Regions from separate parts of the Drosophila melanogaster genome. Here region 2 is linked to region 1. The links are chromatin contacts, called in public Hi-C maps. All regions are on one chromosome and are shown on one strand. Each heading gives the region's core, a stretch centred on a gene start, on an enhancer-like site or on the middle of the called end of the contact. The rest is flanking DNA. Distances are from core to core; before and after follow the strand shown.

The links. A called contact is a pair of places that touch in the nucleus more often than the background predicts.
Region 2: a Hi-C map of the Kc167 cell line shows a contact between it and region 1, with 6 times the contacts expected there. The contact joins the promoter of nAChRbeta3 here to the promoter of lncRNA:CR44222 in region 1. A contact is called at or near these places in 2 of 107 Hi-C or Micro-C datasets (the D17-c3 cell line and the Kc167 cell line).

Annotation. Positions count from the first base shown.
Region 1 is chr2L:220,465-228,306 of dm6, reverse strand. It overlaps lncRNA:CR44222 (long non-coding RNA:CR44222), which reads right to left and starts at 4,788. Exons shown (of 1, transcript NR_073675.1): 1 at 3,599-4,788. It overlaps kis (kismet), which reads left to right. Exons shown (of 18, transcript NM_078717.3): 10 at 26-174; 11 at 760-935; 12 at 1,799-2,191. It overlaps lncRNA:CR44221 (long non-coding RNA:CR44221), which reads right to left and starts at 270. Exons shown (of 1, transcript NR_073676.1): 1 at 1-270.
Region 2 is chr2L:540,697-548,538 of dm6, reverse strand. nAChRbeta3 (nicotinic Acetylcholine Receptor beta3) reads right to left here and starts at 3,410. Exons shown (of 4, transcript NM_080359.4): 1 at 3,233-3,410; 2 at 2,975-3,168; 3 at 2,096-2,723; 4 at 1,443-1,974. The coding sequence starts at 3,347. The coding sequence ends at 1,586. Spp (Signal peptide peptidase) reads left to right here and starts at 3,886. Exons shown (of 3, transcript NM_078720.3): 1 at 3,886-4,206; 2 at 4,273-5,123; 3 at 5,190-5,753. The coding sequence starts at 3,997. The coding sequence ends at 5,298. It overlaps Ets21C (Ets at 21C), which reads left to right. Exons shown (of 4, transcript NM_001298618.1): 2 at 321-561; 3 at 639-2,006; 4 at 2,060-3,614. The coding sequence ends at 1,125. It overlaps lwr (lesswright), which reads left to right and starts at 5,959. Exons shown (of 3, transcript NM_001272904.1): 1 at 5,959-6,109; 2 at 6,189-6,830; 3 at 7,371-7,842. The coding sequence starts at 6,292. The coding sequence ends at 6,771.

The DNA.
Region 1 (7,842 bases), core at 3,539-6,038:
ACCCTTTTTTCTGGAACCACCACAGAAACGAAGACGATGCTAATTCGAAGCACGATGATGGTGACGAGGTGGACGATGACGGAACTACAACGACCAAAGACTCTGACTCTACTAAACTCACCGGGGGCGATAACAAGGACTCGCTTCTCGACCCGGAGCGTCCCAGTTCGTCTGGTAAGAGTAGCAGTGAAAATGCTAGCGGCGGCAACGACAAAACGGAAAGCGAAAATGATGCCACAACCGTTTCCGAATCCTCATACAAATCCGAAGTCTTGCCGGGCAAAGGCAGCGATCTGGATGTGTCGGTCGCCCAGCAGGACGCATTATCAGCAACTCCTGAATTGGCAAATACATCAGATCCTAAAATGAATAAAAATGACGCACAAGTCTCAGCCTCTGTTTCCTGCGATCCGGCCGACTCTAGTTCACCCGAGGCGGCAGGAAAAGCTCAGGGGACGGGGGTCCAGACTGGCGATGCCGGAGAATTGGACATCGAATCGGAGAAAAAAGATAACGAAAAGGAAACCAAGGAGTCAACTGGTGATGCTCCTGCTGTGGAAGCCAAAAAAGATAGCGCTGCCATTGCCCGAGCTGAAGGCGATAAAACGGAATCATGCACTAACAATGCTACCACAAACATCTCCACCACCACTACTACTACTACCATTACCAATACCACCACCACCACCAATAATCCATCATCCAAAGCGGCTAACTCTAACAACACCACCGACCATGCTAACTCAAACTCACATTTAGGCTTGGACGAGGAGGAGAGTGTCGCCGGCAGCTATCCGCCAACCGTGGCAGCCGTCGAGGACGCCACTACTATGTGGCCATCTATGCAGGACCTTAACACGCGTCTCCGGCGGGTGATCACTGCCTATCAAAGGAATTACAAGAAAGAGGAATTAAAACTGCAGCAGAAGGCCAAGGTAGGTGCAATATCCTTTATCCACATACCAACCCTTTTCATATTATCTTCTCCATTCGTTGCCACTTTAATGAGAGTACATATATATTTTATATTCCCTTTACTCTCAGAGTATAAAGGTATACTAAATTCGTTGAAAAGTATCTAACAGTCAAAATTGAACGTTTCTGTCTGTCCGTATTAACATCGAGATCTCGATGCTGCAAGTTTGCTTGAGTACGTTGCTTGAGAACTGTCACGCTCACGATGTTTTCATTTTCTTTTATTTAGTTTTGCCAATTTCTAGTGATACTTTAAAATTAGCGTTTTCTTCAAATTAAATTGTTATCTTTGAGATTTATATTCACCCACCCTTATTAACGACTATGAAAAATCTAAAATTCAAATAGTTTCCGAAACTGTCTGTTGCCTAACCCAAATGACTATTGAATCATTTTACATTTTTTGTTCTACGTTTCATGATTATGTTGTAGTGTCCAATGTTAGAAATATGTAGTTTTGTTGCTTAGCTGTTGGCTGTAGTTAGTTTCGAACCGTACACCGTAGTTAGCGTACAGAACGGACAGTGGACATTGACTTGGACAAAGAAGCGGTTCCAAAAATGCAACCGAATTCGATTTACCCAAAGCATCAAAAGCTGTAAATAAGAAAAAATCATTAACTAATGCAGCCAACAGCTGATAAACTAAACTATGTAAAACGCTGACAGAGGATTGCACTTAATTTCTTTACCATCAAGACCATCTTAATAAAATCATCCTCAGCCCACCCTGAATCTGTGACAGTTCCTGACCTTTTTGCCGAACTTGCAAAGTTACCAACTCCACCAACTCTTTCTCTGTGATTGTCACATTTGTCCCACAGCTCCAGGCATTGGTTTCATCGACACCGCCGCTGTCGGTTCCCACCACTCCCACCCTTCAGTCTATGCAAATGCAGCTGCAGAGCGGCTCCGGCAGTGGTGGGTCCGGAATAGGATCCTCTGCTCAGCACGATGCCAGTGGCCGGAGTCTTCAGGCGTTGATGCAATCGCAGGGGGCCAGCACATCCGCAGCAGCAGCCGCCGCCGCATCAAGTGCTGGAGGATCCTGTAGTGGATCCGGCCAGGTGGGCATGGGCGGAGCGGGAGTCATGCCAGCTATGCCAACCGCCGCCGACATAAGCCTAATGCTCAGCATACTCAACACCACAGATGTCAACCAGCTGGCCAACTTGGACATCAATAAATTGGCCATGTACCTGGTCAGCATGAACAATGTACGTTAGTGATGAGTACCTCCTCTCTATATAAAACATTTTTATATTATAACCACTTACACTGCCACTTCGAACAATCATCCCGTTGCCCTTATAAGCAACCCCCACTCAAATAAATCCCCAACCTCCACTCGTTGGCTAAAGCAAAAACAGAAAAGCCACGCTTTGAGGCTCTAAAAGACTATGAACACTTTAATAAACTCCTTCGAACCGATACCTAAATAAAAAAAAAAAAAAAACACTGACAAAAAAGCACGCAACTACACAAAACACTATTAACCTTACTAACCTGCATGTATTCGTAAACTATCATAATATAAACAAAAACCTAACATTTTGTCTAACCCATATGTTTAAAGGGTGACGTTTAAAGTCGTATACTATTATAAGTAAAGCAATTGGTTTTTCGATTTGACTATTCAGAAAACTATTCGCGATATGGGTTCCTAGCAGTAGTTCTGATACCCATTTTAACCTTTGTCCACATACTCACTTTGCGATGGTCTTATGTAGAAGGCACACGAAAATAATGCAGGGAATCAGCCTAAATAAAGGACGAAGTCAATACCCATTCCCACAGTGGGGTTTTGAAGTTTTAGAGGAGAACATTTTGTTAACTCGCCTTGCGACTTTGTATCCTCCCTTTTGTGTGTGTGTGCGTTCGTACTGAACGAAGAATCAAAAGCGAGCGACGACAAAACGAACAGGAGGCAGCGACAGAGCTGAGAACCGACAGCATACACTTATGCCTAATTTATGCAAAATAAAAGAAATACATACACTCCAATTTGAACCCGAATGCGGTGCACACGATGTTCAGATGGTCCTCTCGTTGGATTCCCCGTCCTCTTTTCTCATCGCATTTTATCTCATCTCGCGAATGGGAATGGGCATGCGAATGAACGGCCAAAACGGAGGAAATGTCAAACCACTTTGCACACCCGGCGGCAGAAACAAAAACAGCAACACACCGAACTCCTTCTCAAATCCACTGTCTAGTGCAAAACCGTTGCTTTCGATTCCTTGCCTCCGCTTCGCCTTTTGCTGCCCCTTGATGTGGCAGCAAAAGCAGATACACCGCAAAACAGTGGAACCAGCAACGTGTTGGTCACAAGGCATGGGGCGACATATGGGAAAAGGCAAAACAGCGAAGTCAATTGTACAAGCTGCCCTTTTCGATGCGCAGCAATCCCACTGTGTTGGCGGGCTAGAGATGCGCCAATTGCAAGCCAAATGAGAACGATTTTTTAATATTTCATATTCACATATTTATAAATATCCGAGTAGTCCGGAATCGATTTGAATAAGGGTGCCGATACTAAAGCGATACTGCGCTCCAATACATCTGATTATATATGCCATGGCTATAGAAATGTAGAAATTTTAGAAGGCCTAATTCGGGAAATTCCCCCTACAACTGGTCATCGCTGAATGGGCGACGTTGCCATTATCAAAAGGCAGAGAGGCAGCGGTAAAGGCAGCGCACCATCAATCAAACATACAACAACAACAATAACAGAAGTAAAAGGAGCGAAACAATCCGGTAATGTCGGGGGGCCGGAAGAAACGGCGGCAGCAAGAAGAGCAAAGCCAAGTGGTTGTTGCTGCCGTTGCCGATGTTGTTGTATCGACGAACTGGAGTTCTTTGGTGACGATGGTTGCTGCGGCTGCCGCGACGTGAGCAGTAGCGTTGGTGGACGACTTGGTTTTATTGCTGTAGTTGTTGTTGGCCATTCGATATCATCGGGTGGTGGTGCTGCCTAGCTGCGTTGGCTGTACTTACGCTGCCGCCGCCTCGCTGTATGTATTAGTTTTCCATGCGAGAGTGCCTCACTCTCTATCTCTGTCCCGCTCCCTAGATGTCTGCAATGTGTGTTTGTAATTTTACATTTTCTGGATTTATCCAATGTATAATTTTTTCCTTTCGTATGCGCCCACCCAAATGTCTGGGGGGTGGTTGGTGCTGCTTCTGCTTCTGACACCACTGTTTCGGCTACTGCTCTCACGAACTGAATTATTGAGCGCAAAAAGGAGACGGGGATAATGGTGACCTGTTCCTCTTATGGTTTCCTGTTCTCTTCTTTCGCATACCGCGAGAATTCGATAAAGACGCCTAATTGTGCTCATTTGGACTGGGAATGGGAATTCCTTTGCTCCCCCAGACCTCCGGGGCGGCCGTCCCATTGCACGCTGCGCTGCTGCTTTTGCTTAAACCTACTTTTTGCTTTATTCTGTTGATTCGTTTTTGAAGTTGCAACGTAACGTGCATTTGAAACACCTAACATAGAGAAGTTGATGGCTATCCTCCTGTGCGTGTGATTCGACTGGTGCGGGTTGCCATTCTTTTTGTTTCCATCTTCGGTCCCACCTTCGACTTGCTTGGAAGCTTTTGCTTTTGTTGCTGACCGCTGTCGTTGCTCTTTTTTAGTGACGTTGTTGTTGGTGCTGCCATTCGATTTATTATTTTATTAGCATTTCGCTGCCACTTAAGTGTGCACAGTGGAGCGAATCGAAACTTTTCTGATGTGTAAATACATAAAATTTTGAAAGGGAAAAGTTGTTTTTGCCATGCTGACTTTTTGAGTAATATTTTTTTGTTGAAGAATTTTTATATTCTTTTATGCTCTCGGACACTCCACTGTGCGTGTGCTCGTAACAGTCGCTGCTAGATCCCATTGCCGCTCTCTCACTCTCTCTGTAGTGACTGCATTCAAAGGATGCAGCCGCCACGCCTGCGCATTTTTCACTTTACACCTGTCACTCATAAACCATTTGAAAAAGTATATGTCTAACCGATATGCTGAACGGCTTGTCAAGTTTAAATCCGACTTGTCTACCTGCCATCACCCTTCTTACTTTCTTTCCCTTTTTCGATATAGTTTAGTCCAATTTAGGATAGAGAAGAGTGGCCTCCTGCCCTCTTCGGTGATCTTGCGCAAGATTTCTGTTGGTGTGAGTGAGTGCATTGTCGAAGATATATATATGTCTCTGTCGCATATCGATTGTGCGATTGTAGCCGCCCTGCTCACTCATGCATGCATTTCGGTGTGTGCAATATCCACTCACGGACTCGCTCACTCATGTGGTATCTGCATCTGTATCTTGCGGATTGATTAATAATCTCGTTTCGTTTTTGCTCTGGCTACGTGCTTATCGCACTTTGGCACTGCTTCCATCTTTCATGCTTTCTGACTGCCTCGTGCTCTCTCTCCCTGTCTCCTGTCTGGATAGTGTGTTGCTGTCGATGTAAAGCCCAAAGGTCGAAATAATAAAACAATGCGAATTTCTAATCATACGATAAAAATTGTTAATTGATATTGATATCTTAAAATATGGATTAGGAGACGAGGGTGAACTCCATACCGATAAGGTATTAGGCGTCATTTCTAAAAGATTTTCGAATTAAACCATTTCATGGTTTTACTTCTCTTTGCTTTGCGCTGTTGTTGCGCCTGCTGTTATTATTTTATTTTATCCCTTTTTTCCGTTGTCCTGCGTCCGTCCGTCATTACCCCGTTCATCTTCCCCCATTTGGCTGCCTCGCTCTTTCGCTCTTTCGTGCCGTTCTCTATGTGTCGTCAACAGTTTCTGTGGTACATTTGTTTCATTGCCTTAGCTTTTTTTGCCTGCGATTCCGCCGTGTGTTGTTCTCTCCCCGCTCCAGGGTTTGTGTTTAGGTGCGAGTAAGTGTGCGGCAGGCTCTTGTCTCGCTTCTTTGCTTACATTACACAGTTGACACAATGTGCCCGCTGCGGCCGCTCTTCTTCAACTCGTCCATCCACTGCACACTCACAGTCACAATCGCATCTAGGTTGCTTCTGCCCGCGCCCTCCCTTGAATTGTACTCTCGCGAAGCCGAAGTCGATGCTCTCTCTGTCGCTCTCCCTTATTGCAAGTGACGCTCATTCACCTCCGAGTTGGATGTCGGTCTCAGTTTTAGCCCACCTCATTCATATTCACATTCACCCAAAACGGCGTTTGACTTAATCTCACGATTGTTTGGTTTCCTACTCTCCCGCGCTCCCTCTCTTCTGAGTCTCTCTTTCTGGCTGATTCGCATTCGATTTTAGCCGCTGCCATCGCCGTTGTTTGCCTACCTATGTGTGTGTGTGAGGAGTGTGTCTTGTATTTTAGTCCGCAATGCGCTCCGCTCATTATTTGTTTGAGCGCCGCGGTGTAAAGTTGTAAAAAGTCCAAGTGCTCGTGGAAACTCGATGCAAGACGGGGAAAACGAAACGCGATAAATCGTGAGAAAGAGAGTGCGCTAAAGGAAGAGGGAGTGATAATCAAACGAAATGGAATAATGTATTTGCAGAGGCAACAACAACAATGCAAATAGTTGTCATTGAGGCGCAATGAATGATAATTAGTGCTTAATTGAAATCAATAATCATGACGAAAGCGTAAAGCTTCGATTTTGCCAATATATTCTTGATTACCAGTGAGTCTGTGATATTGCCGTGTGTTCGAAAATGGAGGTTATTAAACCCATGGACTTCAGCAGCTTCTCGGCGTTCTGCGAGCATCTTAACAAATCTTCACAAATTGCAGCAACAACTGCAACGACGATACCGCCAACAATAAACAATGGAAAAGGCATTTATTTGGAGGTAAAAGCAAAAAATACAAATATTTCGATGCGAAATTGCAAGCATGGACATGATGCGTCTCCTAATTAAAATGAGAATGCAAAAATGCAGAGAGAATATGCAAAGAATGTGTGCATGCAGTTAGTCAAGATAAAGTGAACGAGACCCAAAAAGAGTGGGACAGACGACGAGGAGGGGGATCATTTGGCCCTCTCGCTCGTAATTCGGTCTGTAGCGAGTGGAAATACAAAACAATAAATTTAAGCCTATAAATTTCACATGAACAAAAAGCGTTCACGTTGCCCCTTTTAGGGTTTAATAGGGTTTAGGTTGGGAAGTTGTGTGCGCTTGTGAGGGGTAGAGAGAGAGAGAATTCCATGTTGCAAGTAGGTGTTATTGGTAAGGCAGGTCCACACTAAACCGTTTCAAAATAAAATTACTGATAATATAAACATAAAGAAAATTAAAAATAATTTTTAATTCACGACTGAATTGTTGTACGATAGAATCTTAATGTGATCTTTTAAATGAATTTGTAGGCCAATGTGGTTTCAAGTATTATTATTATTTAATTGATCTACTCTTAATCAATTTCTTAAAAACCACTTTGTGCAACGGTTATATCTATTTATTGCCTTTTAAGTGCACTCACTCAAATTCTTTTTTGCGCGGCTGTTTATTGCTCCGCGTTCTCTATTTTATTTACCCTATTGCTATTTACCTACCGCCGCCTCCAAGCCTGTAGCCATGTTCATAGCCAGCGGTTCTACTAATATTCATAATCAATCGCTCAAGTCGCCTCGCACTTGTGTAGTGTAAATGCGATGGTGGAACGGTGCGGAGAAAACGAGTGATAGAGAGGCGGAGTGAGTGCGAGCGAGAGCCAAATGTATAGTACGCGAGAAGGGAAGAAAGAAGAGGCCTCGAGTCGCTGTCGTGTTATCTTCTTTTGTCGTTTGTTTTTGTTTGTCCCCTTTTCGGATTTCGTTATACCATCGTTCGTAGCCTGCAAGCAATGGTTGGTTAGGAGGGGAGGGAGGCCTAGCAGTACAAACAGAGGCA
Region 2 (7,842 bases), core at 2,161-4,660, 320 kb before region 1:
TATTTCAACTGATGCCCGTTTTCTTCGTGTGCATCGTGAGATCCAGGATTTATGCCCGTTTGCGGTTGACTTTCTGTGAATCCGCGCTGGCTTATGGCATTCAGCCCACTTGGCACTCTTGCCACGTCGCGGCTCCCCGCCAGAAATCTCGTTTGGCTGGGCTGGCGTTTCGTTCGCGATGTTCTCCTCTCGCTCGCTCTTGGCATCTCTTCGGCCAAGTATCTGTATCTGTACATGTATCTGTATCTGTATTTGTATCTGTATCTGTTTTTGCGAGTATTCGCCACTAATGCCCCGTCCTCCGCTTCTCTCTCTTTCAGATCCGTACCAGCTGCTGAACGCTGCCTCGCACCGATTGGTTGCCCAAGGCTCAGGGGGCCAAATCCAGCTGTGGCAGTTTCTGCTGGAGCTGCTCGCTGATTCGTCCAACGCGAACGCCATCAGCTGGGAGGGCCAATCGGGCGAGTTCCGGCTCATCGACCCGGACGAGGTGGCCAGGCGGTGGGGCGAGCGCAAGGCCAAACCGAACATGAACTACGACAAGCTGAGCCGGGCACTCAGGTGGGTACTCTCGTCTCCGGGCACAGCGATTCACGATGTGAAGCAAATTTGTATGTTTGTGCATTTTCTGTTCGCAGGTACTACTACGACAAGAACATCATGACCAAGGTGCACGGAAAGCGGTATGCCTACAAGTTTGACTTCCACGGTCTGATGGCCGCATGCCAGGCTCAGGCGCAGGGAGGAGATCCGGCCTCCAGTATGCTGGGTTCCTACAATCACCACGCCGGCGGTGCGATGCAGTTGGGCCGCCACCCGCCGCCACTGCACCACCATCCACAGCACTCACATCCGCACCACCAGCTGGGGCAGCCCCACTTTCTGCACCCGCACCACTCGTCGCCCGCCTCGAACAGCTCCAGCCTGGGATTCCCCTCGTCCTCGACGGCCTCTTCGCAGGCCTCGCCCGGCCAGGCGCCCGCCTCCTCCTCCGCCTCCACTTCGAATTTTACTGCTCCATTCCAAGGTGGGACAGCCGGCGTAGACCCGGCCAGGACGTCCACATCTTCTGCGGGAAACTACGACCAGGGCCCGGTCACTCCCACCACAAATGCATTCAACTGAGCACGCCGCAACCCCAATTTGTCGCCGGGGTTGTAAGTTCCGATGGGGCAGGAGGATGCGCAGGACCACCCACTGCGGCGCAGCAAAGAGCGGAGAGCCACCCTGCATCCCAGCCACCCATCCACCCATCCACCCAGTCCCCCAGCTATTGGGGGTCAGAGCTTCGGCCGTAAAAAAGGTCATTTTGTGTAATTCCAGCTACTTTGGGTTAATTGAGGAATTGTGATAGCCCGTAGCATCGCAGAGCAATACTCGGAAACGAGAGCCAATTTGTTACTTAGCCTGTTATCCTTCGCTTCTAGTTGTAAGCAGACATTCGGCAGAGGTCCTTTATTCCATACGAGGTCTCATCATTAAATAATTATAAGTTCGCACACACATTAAATACATGAAATCGCAAATGCAAAACTAGTTCAGAGTGCGCACTGGCTTGGGATGTGGCCTTGAGTCTCGAGCATCCCTACACGGAGCACCTGATGGCCAGAATGAGGAAGGCCAGGCTGAAGGAAACGAAGGAAATGCGGTCCACGGCGGTGGCCAGCAGCGCCCAGTCGAACTGGTTGGCCTTGGCGCCCGGCACCTCGGTGTGGTTGATGCCCAGCGGACTGGACTCCTGCTCGTCCGCCTCCTCGTACGGGTGCTCGTCCATCTCCTTGGTCTTCTCCGCCTGCGACTCGCCGGTGGTGCTGAACACCGAGAGCAGCAGCCACGTGCCCAGGTGCCCGTGCAACAGCTTTCTCAGCGCCTCCGGCAGGCGCCTCTTGTGCTTGCCTGTGGCCAGGTACAGAACTAGAACCTCGACGATGGTGGAGACGCTCAGATACAGCAGGCTGGTGCTGTAGAAGATTACTGCAATTATAGGAATGCCCGGTGAGTGGTCGGTAAGTTCGGTAATATTCTGCGATGTTTAGGGTACTTAGCATCTAGTTTTCAGAACTGAACTGATGAAATGGCAATGGGGAGCACTCACCCACAAGTGGAGTATTGTTGGACAGCACTGGCAGGAGCTGGGCGAAGTACATGAGGAAGGCGGCGATCACGATGATGAGCAGGCCGTTGATCATGATCTTCTCGCCGCCCATGTGGGGAGGCAGCCAGAAGGCTGAGAGGGCCAGGATGACGATGCAGGACGCGGGTGTGTAGATGACGGCCGTGTACATGGAGGAGCGCCGCTGAGCCGTCAGAGTGTACTCCATGTAGCCGTAGTAGTCCTGACTGACAAAGTGGGCTCGCGAGTCCACGATTTCCCACTCCGGTGACTGAACCAGGTCGTCGTGGTCAAGGGACTCTCCTCTCGCCGTGCCGTTCTCCGGCAGGACGACCTTCAGGCCCCAGGAGCCGATCTTCAACTTGCAGCTCTGCTTGTCGTGGGGCCAGTTGAGCATGTTGAGTTCGCAGTAGGCCGTGTACACGGCTGGAGGCATCCACCGGAAGTGGCCATCGTGGCTGAGGGTCACCTGGGTTTCGGCCATCAGGCCACCTTCGTCGCCGTTGAAGAGTGTGATTTGGGGGGTCCAGACCTCGCTGGACTTCAAAGTGATCTGCGTGATGTTGTCATATTGTGACGGTTGCCACACGCGCTCCTCGTCTCTCCATCGCTAGAAAACCACGATTGCTTCTGGTTAGTTGATTGGATATTCAGATATTCATAAATGCACTACACTTATTAGCTTTATAGTACTCTCTCAAAAAAAAAAAAAAACAAAACAAAACAACACTTCAGTTCAGTTCAGATAACACGCTTTCCAAAATTGCTTATCAGAGTTGTGAACTTGAGGGAACTCGGAAATTATCTGGTTTCTCAGCTACTCGAGACGAAGGAGAGGACGAAGGAGAGGACTGGACTTACGAGATTCAGCCAGCAGTGGGTGGTCAGCTTGCCGTTCAACTCGTCGATGTCTATGTAGGTGACCACCATTTCCAGGGACACGTTCGTGGGGGTTCCTTGGAACACCGGCTGCACATCGCTGTCGTAGTTCGTGAACAGGCCGGCGTGGAGGCGATCCAGGGCCTTGACATTGGCGTTCTTGGGGTCCGCGGTGGCTGGAGGGGATTCGAGATCACACTTATCAGCGGCTTATGCAACTCCGGAGCCGTAAACACTTACCAGTGGCGCCTGGCACGGAAGTCAGCCCCATAAGAAGCATCCCCATTAGCATTTGCAGCAGTAGTGGCAGTCCAGGACCGGAAACTGGTGCCTTTATCTTGGGAGTCGTCGTCATTGTTCAGCGCGCCTTTGTTTCGGATGTACGGTGCTGTGCTCTCGAAATCTGAATGGGAACTGAGCTCGGTTTGCGGCTTGGCACATGGCCGAGGCTCCTCCGATATCTCGGTGTTCCTCTGCCGACGCAGCAGATAAAGCAGCAGCCGACATATTTGGGTTTTGTGTGGGAGCCGTGCTCACATGTACTGACTTCGGGGAGGTTCGAGAGTCAGTTCTCTTAAGAACTTAATCAATTCAAAAGCATTTACATATATCAGCATAAAATAAACTTAAAAATCCATTTCACTTATTTTTGTTTCGCAAAAATGCCAAACATATGATTAATAAATTGAGGAGAACTGGTGAACAATTAGCTCGATAAGCTAGCAGGTTTTCACAAACTAAGTTCGGGATTCACTAATTTCAAATCAGATTTATCAGTTTTGAATCTCAACCGTTTTGGTATATTTTTCGGGAGTTTGGTGGCGGTGCGACCCCACCACAGAGGGTGGTATATTTTTGGTATACTGCGGTGCGTCCGATAGGCCCAGACGATGACCAGCGGTACCGATAACACAGATTGTTGACGTGTGCTGCTGCGTGTCATTTCGCTTTTCACCCCCGCAAGCCGGCGATTTTCAGGAACGGATTGGATTGGACAGCACAGCATGGCGGAGGAAGTCATCGGAACCGTTAAGGAGGTGCTGAAGGGCATCATCGAGAATGTGAACGCGCCGAAGAACGAGTCGGCGCCGGGCGAGAAGAAGCCCTCGACTCCGGAGGGCATGGCGGTGGCCTACAGCAGCCTGGTGGTGATGGCCATGCTGCCCATCATCTTCGGCTCCATCCGCTCCGTGAAGCTGCACAAGCTGAAGAAGGTATGTGAAGCAGACTCAGCCCGGAAGCTGCATTAACATGTTTCCCGTAATTCCCACTCCCTGCAGTCAACGGGCGAGAAGGCGGACACGATGACCAAGAAAGACGCCATGTACTTCCCGCTGATCGCGTCGGCAGCCCTCTTCGGGCTGTACCTGTTCTTCAAGATCTTCCAGAAGGTGCACATCAACTACCTGCTCACCGGCTACTTCTTCGTGCTGGGAGTTATTGCTCTGGCGCACCTGCTCAGTCCGGTGATCAACTCGCTGATGCCCGCCGCCGTGCCGAAGGTGCCCTTCCACATCCTGTTCACTAAGGGGGAGGGCAAGCACAAGGAAGACATCGTTAACTACAAGTTCTCCACGCACGACATTGTCTGCCTGGTGATCTCCTCGGCGATCGGAGTGTGGTACCTGCTCAAGAAGCACTGGATCGCCAACAATCTGTTCGGTCTGGCCTTCGCCATCAACGGCGTGGAGATGCTGCACCTGAACAACTTCGTCACGGGCGTCATCTTGCTGAGCGGCCTGTTCTTCTACGACATCTTCTGGGTATTCGGCACCAACGTGATGGTCACCGTGGCCAAGAGCTTCGAGGCGCCCATCAAGCTAGTGTTCCCCCAGGACCTGATCGAGAACGGCCTGAACGCCTCGAACTTCGCAATGCTGGGACTAGGCGACATCGTTATTCCGGGCATCTTCATCGCTCTGCTGCTGCGCTTCGACGACAGCAAGAAGCGCAAGACGCGCATCTACTTCTACTCCACGCTGATTGCCTACTTCCTTGGCCTGCTGGCCACCATCTTCGTGATGCATGTGTTCAAGCATGCGCAGCCGGCTCTGCTCTACCTGGTGCCAGCCTGCATGGGCACGCCCCTCCTGGTGGCCCTCATCCGCGGCGAGCTGAAGGTGCTCTTTGCGTAAGTGTGGACTGCGCTGGGCGCTCGACTTGAAACTAAACTAACTCATTCTCGCCCCCACTGCAGCTATGAAGATCATCCCGAGGAGAAGCCCGAAAAGAAGGAGAAGAAGGAGAAGGACGAGGGCGTCAGCTCGTCCGGCAGCAAAAAGAAGGAGTCGAAAAAGGGCAAGTAGAGCCGGGAGGACGCAACATCCGAACAACATCCCCACTCGTTCCATCGTAAATGTCTTCTGCAGCTAGCCAAGCTCCCTTTCGTTTCGATATGGCTTCTCCATCTACCGCAGTCCATAGCTCATATGGACTAACACCGCTACAAAAGACGATTCACTTACTGAGTTAGTTATGTACGTTCCTTGGCCAGGCACAACAATCTTATTTAGTTCGGTTAGGTTACAATTGTAGAAAATGTTCCCTCGACTTTTTTACCGCAATCAATTTAAATATGTATTTCAAATATTTCTGTGGCTCCGCACAGGAGGCTTATATGTTTAAGAACAGTTTAGATACAAATATATTCCAATTTTTGTAAACAGTGCAATTTTGACTACGAATTCTACATTGCATTTCTTAAAACTAATGCAGTAATTTGTGTAAACAGTAATGCGAATAAATTTTAATTCTAACGTTTAATTAAACTAGTTTTGTATTGAGTAGAGGGTTTTTAGGAATGTAACGGCTTAAGAGAAAAACCTAATACATTTTAAGTTGAGCTTACCAAAATCCAAAGAATTTTTAAATTTAAAACATAATACAAAAGTGCTTTGAAAAAGTCAGTATTTTAATACCACTGTTTATCCACGGCCACACTAAATATCGATAACCGCATAGTGAGACCCTTTGTGTAGAAAAACTTATACCTTTAGCGAGCACAAGCGTTCATTCCTGAAAAATTGCGGTAAAAATTGCGAAAAGCGCGAGTTCCCCCCGCGATTGCAAATAATTAATTTGCTTGGAACCACTGGAGACGCAAGGACGAACAGAGAGGTAGGTGCTCTTGCACTTAGCGCGCCAAAAGGCGACAAAGCCCCTCGTAGGCCACTTACCCACACACACACATTCGCAGACAGACGCGCGTGCAAAAAAGGCCAAGTGGGACTGCTAGCGGAAATCCAGGACTCGAGGACACGTTCGGGCGGCAGTAGAGAAGCGAGCAAGCAGCGACGACCATGTCCGGCATTGCTATTACACGATTGGGGGAGGAGCGCAAGGCCTGGCGCAAGGATCACCCATTCGGGTTCGTCGCACGACCCGCCAAGAACCCTGACGGCACCCTCAACCTGATGATCTGGGAGTGCGCCATTCCCGGCAAGAAGTCCACCCCCTGGGAGGGCGGGCTCTACAAGCTGCGCATGATCTTCAAGGACGACTACCCCACCTCGCCGCCCAAGTGCAAGTTCGAACCGCCGCTGTTCCACCCGAACGTCTATCCCTCGGGCACTGTTTGCCTGTCGCTGCTGGACGAGGAGAAGGACTGGCGCCCCGCCATCACCATCAAGCAAATCCTGCTGGGCATCCAGGACCTGCTCAACGAGCCGAACATCAAGGACCCAGCCCAGGCGGAGGCCTACACCATCTACTGCCAGAACCGACTGGAGTACGAGAAGCGCGTGCGTGCCCAGGCCCGCGCCATGGCGGCCACTGAGTAGTCGGGCTCCTGCCAACCACCTTTACCACATAGACATTAACAAATACACACATCTAGCCGGTAAGCGTTTGTTTGGAATGCTCTCCACGTCTACTTACTTTTAAAGAATCGACTAATTTTGGATAGCCCCCGCGGCCCGAAGCATCTAATTTTTTAATGTTCTGCACTTGCTTAATTACCAGCATGTACCATCTGAATAAATACAAATAAGTCCTGTAATTTTTCGATGAGGCCCAAAGTGGCCACGTGGCACCCAGAATTCGACGCTCTTTTCAGCTTCCATTCTGGGTGCAGGTGCCGATTATTCTACGGGCTATTTTGTATCGCGAGTACTACGTACAAACCTATGTAATTTCAATAAAAATTTATTAGTTGTAAAAGCTTATGCATTTTAAAGCGGAAAGGATTTCCCAGCAAATGTGCAGTCGAGCACTTGTTGGTCGTCAGTAGCCGTACAGCTGGATTTAGTGCTTGAATTATTCCATATAAAGTTCTTCCTTTTGCTTATTATTTAAGTAACATGACTATTTTTAAATTTAAGCATTTTATTTAAAAACTTGTTCAGTCCATTTTTACCTTTATATTTTATTTGATTTTTAGGCATTTGAAGCTGGTCACATTTCCCAACTATTTCAGCTGATCTGGCAAGTCCGCCAACATTACTATGCATAATTTTTGGCTGATCTGGTAGCATTCGCTGCTGATATAGCAATGCTTCCAGCTAACGGTTCATTTCCAACGAGGCCGCCATATTGAAAAATGCCCAGTTAAAACACCTACTGAGATTTGTGTTCGCCTGGTACTTCAGTCTGGGGAATCCGGCATACTGACAGCTGAATTTATTATTTTTCCCGAGGATGCTCATATATTTCGAACTGAATTACCAGGGAAGCATAAGCGTGGAAAGGTGTTTTTAAAACAACCGCCAGGATTCCCAAAGTCTTGGTTTTGGTGGGCATGCTCTATTCTGAGTACCAGGCGAACAGAACTTCTAGTAGGCTACCAACGATCAGCTGATCTATCTGATGCCTGGTCTAATCTAACGGTTCTTTTATTAGGGATGCCACAATAT